Regions from separate parts of the Zea mays genome. Here region 2 is linked to region 1. Evidence: chromatin contacts called from public Hi-C data. All regions are on one chromosome and are shown on one strand. The core of a region is the stretch at or near the end of the contact, and the rest is flanking DNA. Distances in the headings are between cores, read along the strand shown. Region 1 holds the start of LOC100192839. Region 2 holds the start of LOC100284809 (membrane related protein-like).

Evidence for each region. A called contact is a pair of places that touch in the nucleus more often than the background predicts.
Region 2: a Hi-C map of ear shows a contact between it and region 1, with 2.1 times the contacts expected there. The contact joins the promoter of LOC100284809 here to the promoter of LOC100192839 in region 1. A contact is called at or near these places in 2 of 25 Hi-C or Micro-C datasets (ear and tassel).

Annotation. Positions count from the first base shown.
Region 1 is chr5:162,736,110-162,741,441 of Zm-B73-REFERENCE-NAM-5.0, forward strand. LOC100192839 reads right to left here and starts at 2,069. Exons shown (of 9, transcript NM_001138030.1): 1 at 1,779-2,069; 2 at 1,329-1,490; 3 at 602-712. The coding sequence starts at 1,452.
Region 2 is chr5:163,108,440-163,113,771 of Zm-B73-REFERENCE-NAM-5.0, forward strand. LOC100284809 (membrane related protein-like) reads left to right here and starts at 2,398. Exons shown (of 6, transcript NM_001157704.2): 1 at 2,398-2,810; 2 at 2,926-3,076; 3 at 3,530-3,790; 4 at 4,713-4,794. The coding sequence starts at 2,578.

The DNA of each region.
Region 1 (5,332 bases), core at 819-3,318:
GCATGTTTAATTGCTTACATAACATTAAACATATAAGGCTGTCTAAATGCAAAAGATAGCAAAATAACTATTTTTTAGTTGACTATCTATCCACAAAACAATCTGGAAACATTAAAAAATATTATTTCTAAGATGTAACAACTCTTTCCAGCATTAACATATTCACAGAAATCATTATGAAATATTCCGATTTTTTTTTTGCACTTTAAGTAGATCTTCTTATAGACAACACAAGTTTTCTCAAAAAATGTAAAATTGAATCCCTCACGGTCTGGAATTTGTCCAGTTGTGCAATAGAAATCTATGACAGGCCATATTCACTATGCAAAAGCACATCATATGAAACCATGAATGGCACTACAATTTGTATGTTCTGAAAAGTATGGACAAATTCTTCGAAAAAAATCATGGAAAACCCATGCTATGCAACACACGAGCTGTTAAAAGTTATTACAGAACATAATATTGTAATTTAAAATTATATTGTAATTTAAAATTATATTATGAAAACAAACAAACAAGTAAATAATAATGCACCACCGAAACTGAATTCCCTGATGATTTTCAGATTAAAGAATGTATAAGTTTAGAAAAGACTCACCGGTCATTTCCAAGTCTATCCACACCAAAGGCATCCTGTAATCACTAGATGATGATACAAGTGCTGCCTCCTCATAGTTTACTGCAGTTGTGTCATTCTGCTCATTTTTATCTGGAAAGAAAATGAAATTTCCAATTAAATCAATGTTTTTGATAAAAAATGAAGATTTGGAACAGCTACAGTAGCATGTGGTCATAAACAATGACACATAATACGTGCTGTCAAAAGTAAAAAATGAGGTTCTTCTACCAAAAATATATTAATTGTCTCTCCGTTGCTACAATAATCTAATTCAAAACTTTAGGTAAAAACAGGTTTCCCAATAGTGCTAGCACCAAAAAAAATGGTGCCAGCAATGCGTTCCTCAAATGCAGGGTCAAATTTGCTTTTAGCACTGGGCCCCTAAATTACTGAGTAGAACTTTCTGTTTCGAATAAAAAACAGGACAAAGACAAGAAGGGCTCAATAACCTTGGCAAATTGCTGCATATTACCAAGACATTAGAGTATATAATCATCATGCAATGACAAAAATCTGGTCGGTACTATTTTCTCATCAATTTAATTGTCCTTGTAGACTCATCTTGACCACCAAATAGGTGTAGCCAATTAAACTTGCAGGGATATAAATGAACCAGAAATGCAATTCCCATGGAGAATAAAGAAAGAACACTACTTAATATATCCACAAGTTCCATTCAAGATGGAAGGGCTAAAAGAGCACCAACCAGGTTTGCTTGCAGCAGTTTTGTCTGTGCTGGAAGACGCCTGTGGTACTTCAGCTCGGCCAACATCTTCATTGCTTTCAGCATCCAGACAAAGAGCCGAGAACATATTTGCAAGCTTACTCATTTAAAAAAATATTGATCTTGAGCTGATACAGTTGAATCCTGCAATTCAGGGTCGGACCCAGTAAAAAAATATTGATCTTGAGCTGATACAGTAACTCTAACAAAATCCTCCCATACTTTAGACTTCAACTTCCTCTTACACCCAACCTGTGCAGCATCATCTATTTCAACAACATCATTCCTTGTCCCTTGGGTTGCTGCATCAGATGGAGTGGGATCTCTAGAGCTACCAGCATCAGCAGGAGCTGCTCCTATGCCACTGCGACGACTGCTACTGTCTTGTGGAGTTGACATTGGGCTTCTAACTAAGTACTGACTACTGAGTACCTGAGGGTCTGAAGGGCGGCGTTGATCTGCTGGTCGATCCGCGGTGAAGCCGTCGATCTGCTGGTCCGAGGGCCTTGCGTGAGCGCTGCGCCGCGCGACGGGAGGAACGACGAGTGGGGGCCGACGGACGGCGCAGCTCGGGGGCGCAGCCGCGCAGCTCGGGCCTCGGGGACGGCGCAGGCGCAGCTCGGGCCACGACGGACGACGCAGGCACAGCTCGGGCCTCGGGGACGGCGCAGGCGCGCAGCTTGGGGGCGCAGCCGCGCAGCTCGGGGCGGGAGCGGGGCAGCGGGCTGGGCGGTTGGCGGCTGGCGGGTGGGAACTGGGAAGTGGGAACTTAGGGTGCCGGCTGGGCGCAGGGCGCTGGCGGGTGGGCGGCCGTGAAATTAGGGTTAGCCGGTTAGGGAACTTTGGTTCGTGGAATAGAATGAGTTATCCATTATCACCATATTTCTCATAAGCTAATAATTAGTATATAAATAAGGAGTGGATTGATTTCATTAAAATTGATGGAATGAACCTATAATGCATGACCTCGTGAAGTATAGAATGACTCCACAAACCAAACACACCATTAGGTTTAGTGCCCGTTCGATTCTTCCGGAATGCTTTAGTGGATTGGTTCCGGATTGAAATAGTTCACAAATTTGTATTAGCTTGATAAGTTGAAATGGTTCTGGCCTCTAATCTGGACTAAACGAACAGAGCCTCAGGAGAATACGAACGGGACGGCCCAACCGCGAGTCCACTGCTTTGGGCTTTTTTTTTCTTTGCTTCATGGGCCAAAAACTCAACATGTAAAATTGTGAATTAATATTTTAGGTATCCAGTGGATATCTATGGGTAAAATATACTATTCGTACCCTACCCGACGTATTTCGGGTACCCGACCCGATAGGATCCACGGGTGAGTTTTCCAACCCGTATCCATGTCCACGGGGTACGAAACCCATGGGTATCCATACCCACCAGTCCAATTGTCATCCCTAATTCCATCCTGTTATTCAATATTACTACATTTACTTGTTACTTGTACAATAGCTCTTGATTTTTTATGTCTATATTCAAATCTCTACTACTTATTAAGGCTGTAAAAGTAGCCTGTCGTTTTGCCGTTATGTAATCTCAACCGTCTATTTTATCATTATGCTTTTCAACCGTCTGATCCCACCAGTCGTCCGATCACGCGACCCACCCGCACGGTTGTACCCAATCCCTAACCTCCCAATGCTCCCAACTGCTAGCACGTCGACGCCTCCTCTTTCTCCCCCGCAAGTCCCCAACCCTCCACGGCTCCGATCCGCCTCCGCGCCGCCCCCGCTTCCCACCCACGCTAAGCCCGATGACGAGGACGTCGATGAGGCCCGCGTGACGATGGCCTTCGCGGCTCCAATCCACCTCCGTGCCACCCTCGCTCCCCGCCCGTGTTGAGCCCGAGGAGGACAAGGAGGGCAGCGACGCCAAGGTGGAAGGGACAGGCAGCGCTCGCGGTTGCTGTGAAATCTCTGAGTGGGGAGGCAGTCGCCGCGGTGGGTAGTCCGGCTTGGGCGAGGTGGTGTGGACTGCTGCGGGTCCATCGGTGTTGGTGCGGGAGCGCGTGCCAGGGTCGGATGGCGTCCTAGATCGGCTCTTTCGTCGGAAGGTTGCAGGCGGCGACGCGCACATTCGTGGAGCGGGTCTACGTCGAGAACCGAAGGCCTTCGCCGAGGAGGGTGTGGTCGCCGGCAGCTACAAGGTGCGGTGGGTCAGAGGCGGCGCACGAGGACATCCATAGCCTGCGGCGTCGTGGGCGTGTGCTCATTGTTGTTTCCCCCAGAAGCAGCCATGCTGAAAGGGAATTAGGCTTACACCTAGTTCCTATATAATTTTGGTGGTTGAATTGCCCAACACAAATCTTTGGACTAACTAGTTTGTTCTAGTGTATAAGTTATACAGGTGTCAAAGGTTCACAACATAGCCAATAAAATGACCAAGTGTTGGGTTCAACAAAAGGGCAAAGAGCCAACCGTAGGCCCTCTGGTCTGGGCGCACCGGACTGTCCGGTGTGCCACCGGACAGTGTCCGGTGCACCACCGGACAGTGTCCGGTGCACCAGGGGACTCCAGCTCGAACTCGCCACCTTCGGGAATTTCCAGGGGCTCTCGCGCTATAATTCACCGGACTGTCCGGTGTACACCGGACAGTGTCCGGTGCGCCATGGAGAAGCGGCCTCAGGAACTCTTCAGCTTCGGGAAAAGCCGACGGCTCGTCCGCTATAATTCACCGGACATGTCCGGTGTGCACCGGACTGTCCGGTGTGACTCCAGCGCAACGGCTATCCCGCGCCAACGGCTACCTGCAGAGGCATTAAATGCGCCGCAGCGCGCGCAGACGTCAGGTTTGCCCATACTGGCGCACCGGACAATGAACAGGAGCTGTCCGGTGCGCCACCGGACATCAAGGGTGGCCCACAAGTCAGAACTCCAACGGTCAGATTCCAACGGCACTGATGACGTGGCAGGGGCACCGGACATGTCCGGTGTGCACCGGACTGTCCGGTGCGCCATCGAGCAGACTGGCTCCCCAACGGCCACATTTGGTGGTTGGGGCTATAAATACCCCAACCACCCCACATTCATTGCCATCCAAGTTTTCCAACTTCTAACCACTTACAAGAGCTAGGCATTCAATTCTAGACACATACAAAGAGATCAAATCCTCTCCAATTCCACTCAAGCATTTAGTGACTAGCGAGAGAGATTTGCCGTGTTCTTTTGAGCTCTTGCGCTTGGATCGCATTCTTTCTTTCTCTTTTGCTCTTGTGATCAACACTCAATTGTAACCGAGGCAAGAGGCACCGATTGTGTGGTGGCCCTTGCGGGGAAGTTTTGTTCCCGGTTGATTGAGAAGAAGGAAAGCTCACTCGGTCCGAGGGACCGTTTGAGAGAGGGAAGGGTTGAAAGAGACCCGGCCTTTGTGGCCTCCTCAACGGGGAGTAGGTTTGCAAGAACCGAACCTCGGTAAAACAAATCCACGTGTCACTCTCTTTATTTGATTGCGATTTGTTTTGCTCCCTCTCTTGCGAACTCATTTATTATTACTAACGCTAACCCCGGCTTGTAGTTGTGATTATTTTTGTAAATTTCAGTTTCGCCCTATTCACCCCCCCTCTAGGCGACTATCAATTGGTATCAGAGCCCGGTGCTTCATTAGAGCCTAACCGCTCGAAGTGATGTCGGGAGATCACGCCAAGAAGGAGATGGAGACCGGCGACGACAAGCCCACTACAAGCCAAGGGAGCACTTCATCTTCATCGGAAGAGTCCCGCACCAAGAGAAGAGAGAAGAAGAAGAAATCCTCCAAGCGGAAGGAGAAAAGATCTTCCTCTTCTCACCATAAGGAGAAGAAGGAAAAATCTTCTCACAAGCCGCATCGGAGTGGGGACAAGCACAAAAGGATGAGGAAGGTGGTCTTCTACGAGACCGACACTTCATCGACCTCCACCTCCGGCTCCGACGCGGCGTCCGTCACTTCTAAGCGCCAAGAGCGTAAGAAGTATAGTAAGATCCCCCTAC
Region 2 (5,332 bases), core at 1,148-3,647, 370 kb after region 1:
AGAACAACACATATTGCTCAGCAACATTGGACGTGTATAGTGATGCACCGGATATAAGAGCACTATGACAAAGAAGGACAACTACAAAAGAGTGCACTGAACATATAGGTATGCACATGATTCTATTCACCCGACATATTCGGTAGGACATCGGATATGACACCAGACAAGATACTCAGAGAAGGTCGTAATGTGAATGGAGAGGCACATAAGACACCAAACTTGTCTAGTTACACACTAGATAAAGCACTAGATACCCTATCTTGGACGATCGGCAATGGTTAGCTGGCATGGATGCATAGGATATGTTTATTGAGTATATCAGACATGTTTGATAAGTGTAGAGAAATTATGTCGCCTTTTACGACTAGTTTTGGATTTGAGAGCTATATATACCACTCGATCCATCCATTTGAGATGTGTAGAACCTAAGAACACATCTGTTAGAATTATGTTTAGTGTTTTCTCTTGAGTCCTCCTGTAATTATCTGGCTGCCCTTGTGTAATGTGCTTGACCCAACTCTTGGTCTATTTAATACACTCCCAACCTTGCTTAGGGTTATGGTTTCCCATATGGTAATAGCCAAGTTACTTTCCAGTTTTCTCTTCCATCCCTCCCTTCCCCATAGCCGTCGGCGACTCCCCACCACTTTCGCAACGCCTCCTCCCCCAGGACGCCGACCATGGTCTTCTCTCGCGCTGGCGACGTCTCTCTCCCCATCTCCAGCGTCGATGACGCTTCCAGCACGGACCACCATGCCACCGCCCCTACACGTGGGCCCGCTCCATCTCCAACGTGGTTGTGGGAGCCATAGGCACGCACGTGCGTGGATACCACCGCCGTGGGTGCGACTGACCTCCTCGAGCCCAGCGTGGACACCGACGCGGGTGCGACTGACCTCCTCTCTCCCGACCTCCTTTCCCGCTACTCTACCTAGTGACTTCGAGCTTTTCCGACACCGGGGTCCTCTACATGTCCAGCAGTATCCTTCCCCATGCCCCGCTGCCCTCCTCACGCTCGACTACAGTGGCCTCGGTCACCCCAGCTATCCGACGTGCACATGCAACTCCTCCATCGTTGCAGCAGTGGGCGCGTCCGGTGGCCTCTCCCTGGCTCGCTTCTCCCTGCAGCAGTAGTAGTGAGTTGGGCGAAAGGTCTAGATTTAATTTGTGCATATGTGCCCGAATAGATCATGTGCGCAACATACGTTCCTATCTAAAAACTTTGGGATAGAAGATGATTCAGAATTGAACTAGACAAATTTGTAGATTTTCAAAAATCTATTATGTTGTTGTACTCGTTTGATCGAGATTCTAGATTTTTTAAAGTGAATATGGTCAGAAAGTTAAACCAAACACACTCTAAATAATATACATGACATGTTATCCACATAACATTCTAATATAGCTTTGACAAGTTAGATCCCCTTTGGTAGGGTTTTTACTTTTAAAAATGGCTTTGTCTCTAGTTTCTTGTCAAATAAGCTCTTTCGAAGGAGCCAAATCTATTAAAAACATTTAACAAAACAACTTCTAGATGGGTTTTTGAAAACCCCTATCAAATCCATGGCTCTTCGTTGGACGTGCGTGCCTCTATGGTTGGCCATGACCCGCCTTAAGCTCGTGGATGGTCCTAGCGTCAAGCGTGATGTGAAGGTCTCGCCTAGGTGGCTTGTTGCCCTAGCGTCATGCGCGAGGTGAATGCGGGAGGCGACCTTTATGGCTAGCCAGTGGTGGCACACGAGAGAGGAACACTTGCTGTCGTTAGTGGCGAAACTAGAGCAATTTTGAGAGTGGTGCATTGGCCTTGTGGATGCATAAGAATTTATTTTTAGGTAACTTTTAACCAATTCTATAGATTTTGTATTTTTGGATGCATTTGCACCCGTAGCTAGAGTGTATCTTTGTCTCTAGCGGTCGTAAGAGTCAAGCAAACTGAAGACAAGGACAAGGAGCTCCTTGAAAAGTTTGCAGTCGTGTGCGGTGTGGAATTTGAAATAAGATTTAGGACTGGTTTAGGAACTATATTTTTCCAAGGAATTCCTATTTTTCCAAAGAAAAATAAACTAATTTTCTTTGGAAAATAAAAATCCCGTGGGAAAACAGGATTCCCAAACTAGGCCTTATGTGGAGAATAAATACATTTTAGTGGTAAAATAGAAACGAAAGCTAGTTGAGCTAGTATTTTTGGCTTTACGGTTCTATTAAAAATGGGGGAAGTGTTTTTGAGACAAAGCTATTTTAAAAAAAAACATCGTTTGATATTGTTTCGTTAAGAAAAAGAAAGATAGAGTAGAAGTCGTTTCATAGAAACGCTGCCAAAGAGACCTTAATATTACTTTACTTGTTTTTGTTTAGCTAAATTTTTTAAAACCCGTTGCAATCAACTGATGCCCTAGTTTTCGCGGATCTCAGTTCCCCTTGCACCTTTTTCTGGGTTTCTCCCCCATCACGGAAAGCGCAAAGCCGCGGCCACACCGCAACAAAGCCAACGAGCCCAACCCGGACGGGTGAGCGAGCGGCTCGTGCGGAGGTACACAGAGACGCGGACCGGGTCGCCGGACGACGAGACGCACCATGGCACCGTCGCAGCTGCTTGGCAGCACCGATCTCTGGCGGCCCGTTGCCGCCGCGCGCGGGGGCGGCTGGGCCACGGCCGCCGTGCTCCTCCTCCTCCTTGCCTCTCACCTCGCAGTCCTCCTCGTCCGCCTCCGCCGCCGCCTCCGCGGCGGAGGCCGAAACGCCCATCCGGAGGCCGCCGTGGCACCCGCGCCTGCCTCCACGCCCCCTGGTTCCGCTTCCGCCTCAGGGTTGGTCCCACCTCCCCGTATTGCCTTCGCGGCCGTGGGTTTTCCGATCGAAAAATGCGTGTGAACTGGGCGCGGCGGGCTGATTGTACTGTGTCTTCCCTTTGGTTGGTGACAGAATAGAGGGATTAGTGACGGAGGGCGATCTGAGGCAGCTGGTAGGCAGTCTGGGCTTGGGCGCGCACGAACCAGAGAGGGAGGGCTGGGAGCACGTCATCTCCAAGAGCAGCGACGACGTCTCCTACAAGGCCTGGTGCGACAAGCCCACGGTATGGCTTCATCTCCCTCTCGCCTCGTTCTGAGAATACAATATGCTCTGTGAAAGCTCGTTCCGAGCAATTAGATAACCCCAGTTGGATCATGAGATTCTGGTTCGGTGCGCTCCATATATGCTGGAACTGTTTTCAGTTGGTTCATGAGATTCTGGTAATCATGTGCTTATGTCTGCTCAAATTTGCTAGAGGTCACGGGATGTTTCTGGATTCTTATTAAGAGTTTGCCATGATTAAATGTTTGTTGTTGCTGCTGTGCTCTTACTATAGTCTATGACCTGTCGGCAAGAGTTTGCCAGGATTAAATGCTTGTTGTTGTTGTTGTGCTCTTATGATATTTCTATGACATCTGGTCTCCTGTTTTATCCATTCTTTTGCCACTCAATGTCAATGACAAATAATTCATACAGTCATGGTATCTCATTTTGGGTGATACTTTTATTCTTGCAGGCTGGCCCTCCTAAATATCTGAGTATTACAACATACGAGAGATGCTCGGCAGAGCAGCTGAGGGACTTCTACATGGATAATGAGTACAGAATGGAGTGGGATAACACTGTCAAAAAACATGAGCAGCTGCAGTATGACGAGAACAGTGGGGTGGAGGTAGGGCGAACAATTAAGAAGTTTCCACTTCTAACACCAAGAGAGTACATATTGGCATGGCGAGTCTGGGAAGCAAACGACAAGTCTTTCTATTGCTTTATCAAGGTTACCCTTCCTTCATTTAACTTTACATACTACTGTGCATAAGAGGTATCATATCTTTTCACCAGAAAGAAATCCATATACAGCTATCTCCCTCTAATGTTTGTCATATTTTCATGTGAAACTTCCGTGGCCTTAGCATCAGCTGTTTCAAATGTTCTCCAAATGAAAAAGAAAAAGAAAAATCTTATGTCAGTCATGAGGTCATAATAGTTTCTGGATCTGATGCAAAATGAAGTGAATGAAAGTATGAAACCATAACTGCTGCATTGGACTGTAATCTATAATCCTCATAGCTAATTAGCTATTGCCGAAAAACTTTTCAACTGATGTACATCCTATTTGCTCTCATTATAAGCATAACATTACTGGAAATGAGCTAAGCTGGCAGGCTTATTTCATGTTTGGGTTACCCTATGTGTCGTACATGGTGTCATGGTGATGACATCTGATCCTACTTTCCACTCTCTACCAGCTTTCTGTTTTTTTGGTTTGCCTTGCGTAAGCTGTTAATCTTGACTGGAATATTTGGTATATTTTCATGTGCAACTTCCATGGCCATAGCATCAGCTGCTTCAAATGTTCTCCAAATGAAAAAAAAGAAAGAAAATCCCATGTCAGTCATGAGGTCATAGCAGTTTTTGAGCTGATGCAGAATGAAGTGAATGAAATCATAACTGCTGTATTTGACTGCAATATCTTCATAGCTATCGCAAAAAAAAATCAACTGATGTATATCCTCTTTTTTCATTGTGTGATTAACATTACCCAAAATGAGCTAAGCTGGCAGGCTTATTTCATGCTTGGGTTACCCTATATGTGTCGTACATGGTGGTGCTGATGGTGAAATCTGATTCTCCTTTGCACTCCCTACCAGATTTGCATTTTTTTTAATTTGCTTTTTGTAAATTGTTAATCCTGACAGGAATGTGAACACCCTCTTGCGGCACGACAGAGAAAGTTTGTTAGAGTGCAACTTCTAAGATCAGGATGGTGTATTAGGAAAAGTAAGTGATATTTGAAATTTTGTGTAAGCACTTTTATTTTGGTATTGTACTAAGCTTAATCTTGTTTTTGTTTCATCGCGCGTATTGAGCTTTTTAAGAAAAAAACAGAAAGTGTCGGGCAGACTGAAATTTGATGATGTAGGCCCTGTTTGGCACAGCTGCTGCTTGTTGAAAAAGCAGCTTATCTGATAAGCTGGTAAAAAGCAGCTTCTGCTTATTGGCTGCTTTTAGTTCATTTTGAGAAGCAGCTGAACTGATAAGCTGCTGCGGAAGCTGTCTGTTTGGCAGAACTTCGACTTAAATTTGTGAATAAGCTGAAAATAAGCTGTGCCAAACAGGGCCGTAGTATTAGTCTCTTCTATTTCCTTTTGTTGTCAGTGTAAATTGTTCCTTTTCTGTATCAGTTATGTTGCCACTTTTTTAGGTCAAAGGCAAACCCCTGCTTATATTGAATGCAACAGGATGTCTTTTGCCACTTTGATGCAATTTTAAACTTTGAACTGGCATTTCAGTCTTGCTTTTATTTTATTGGATGAAA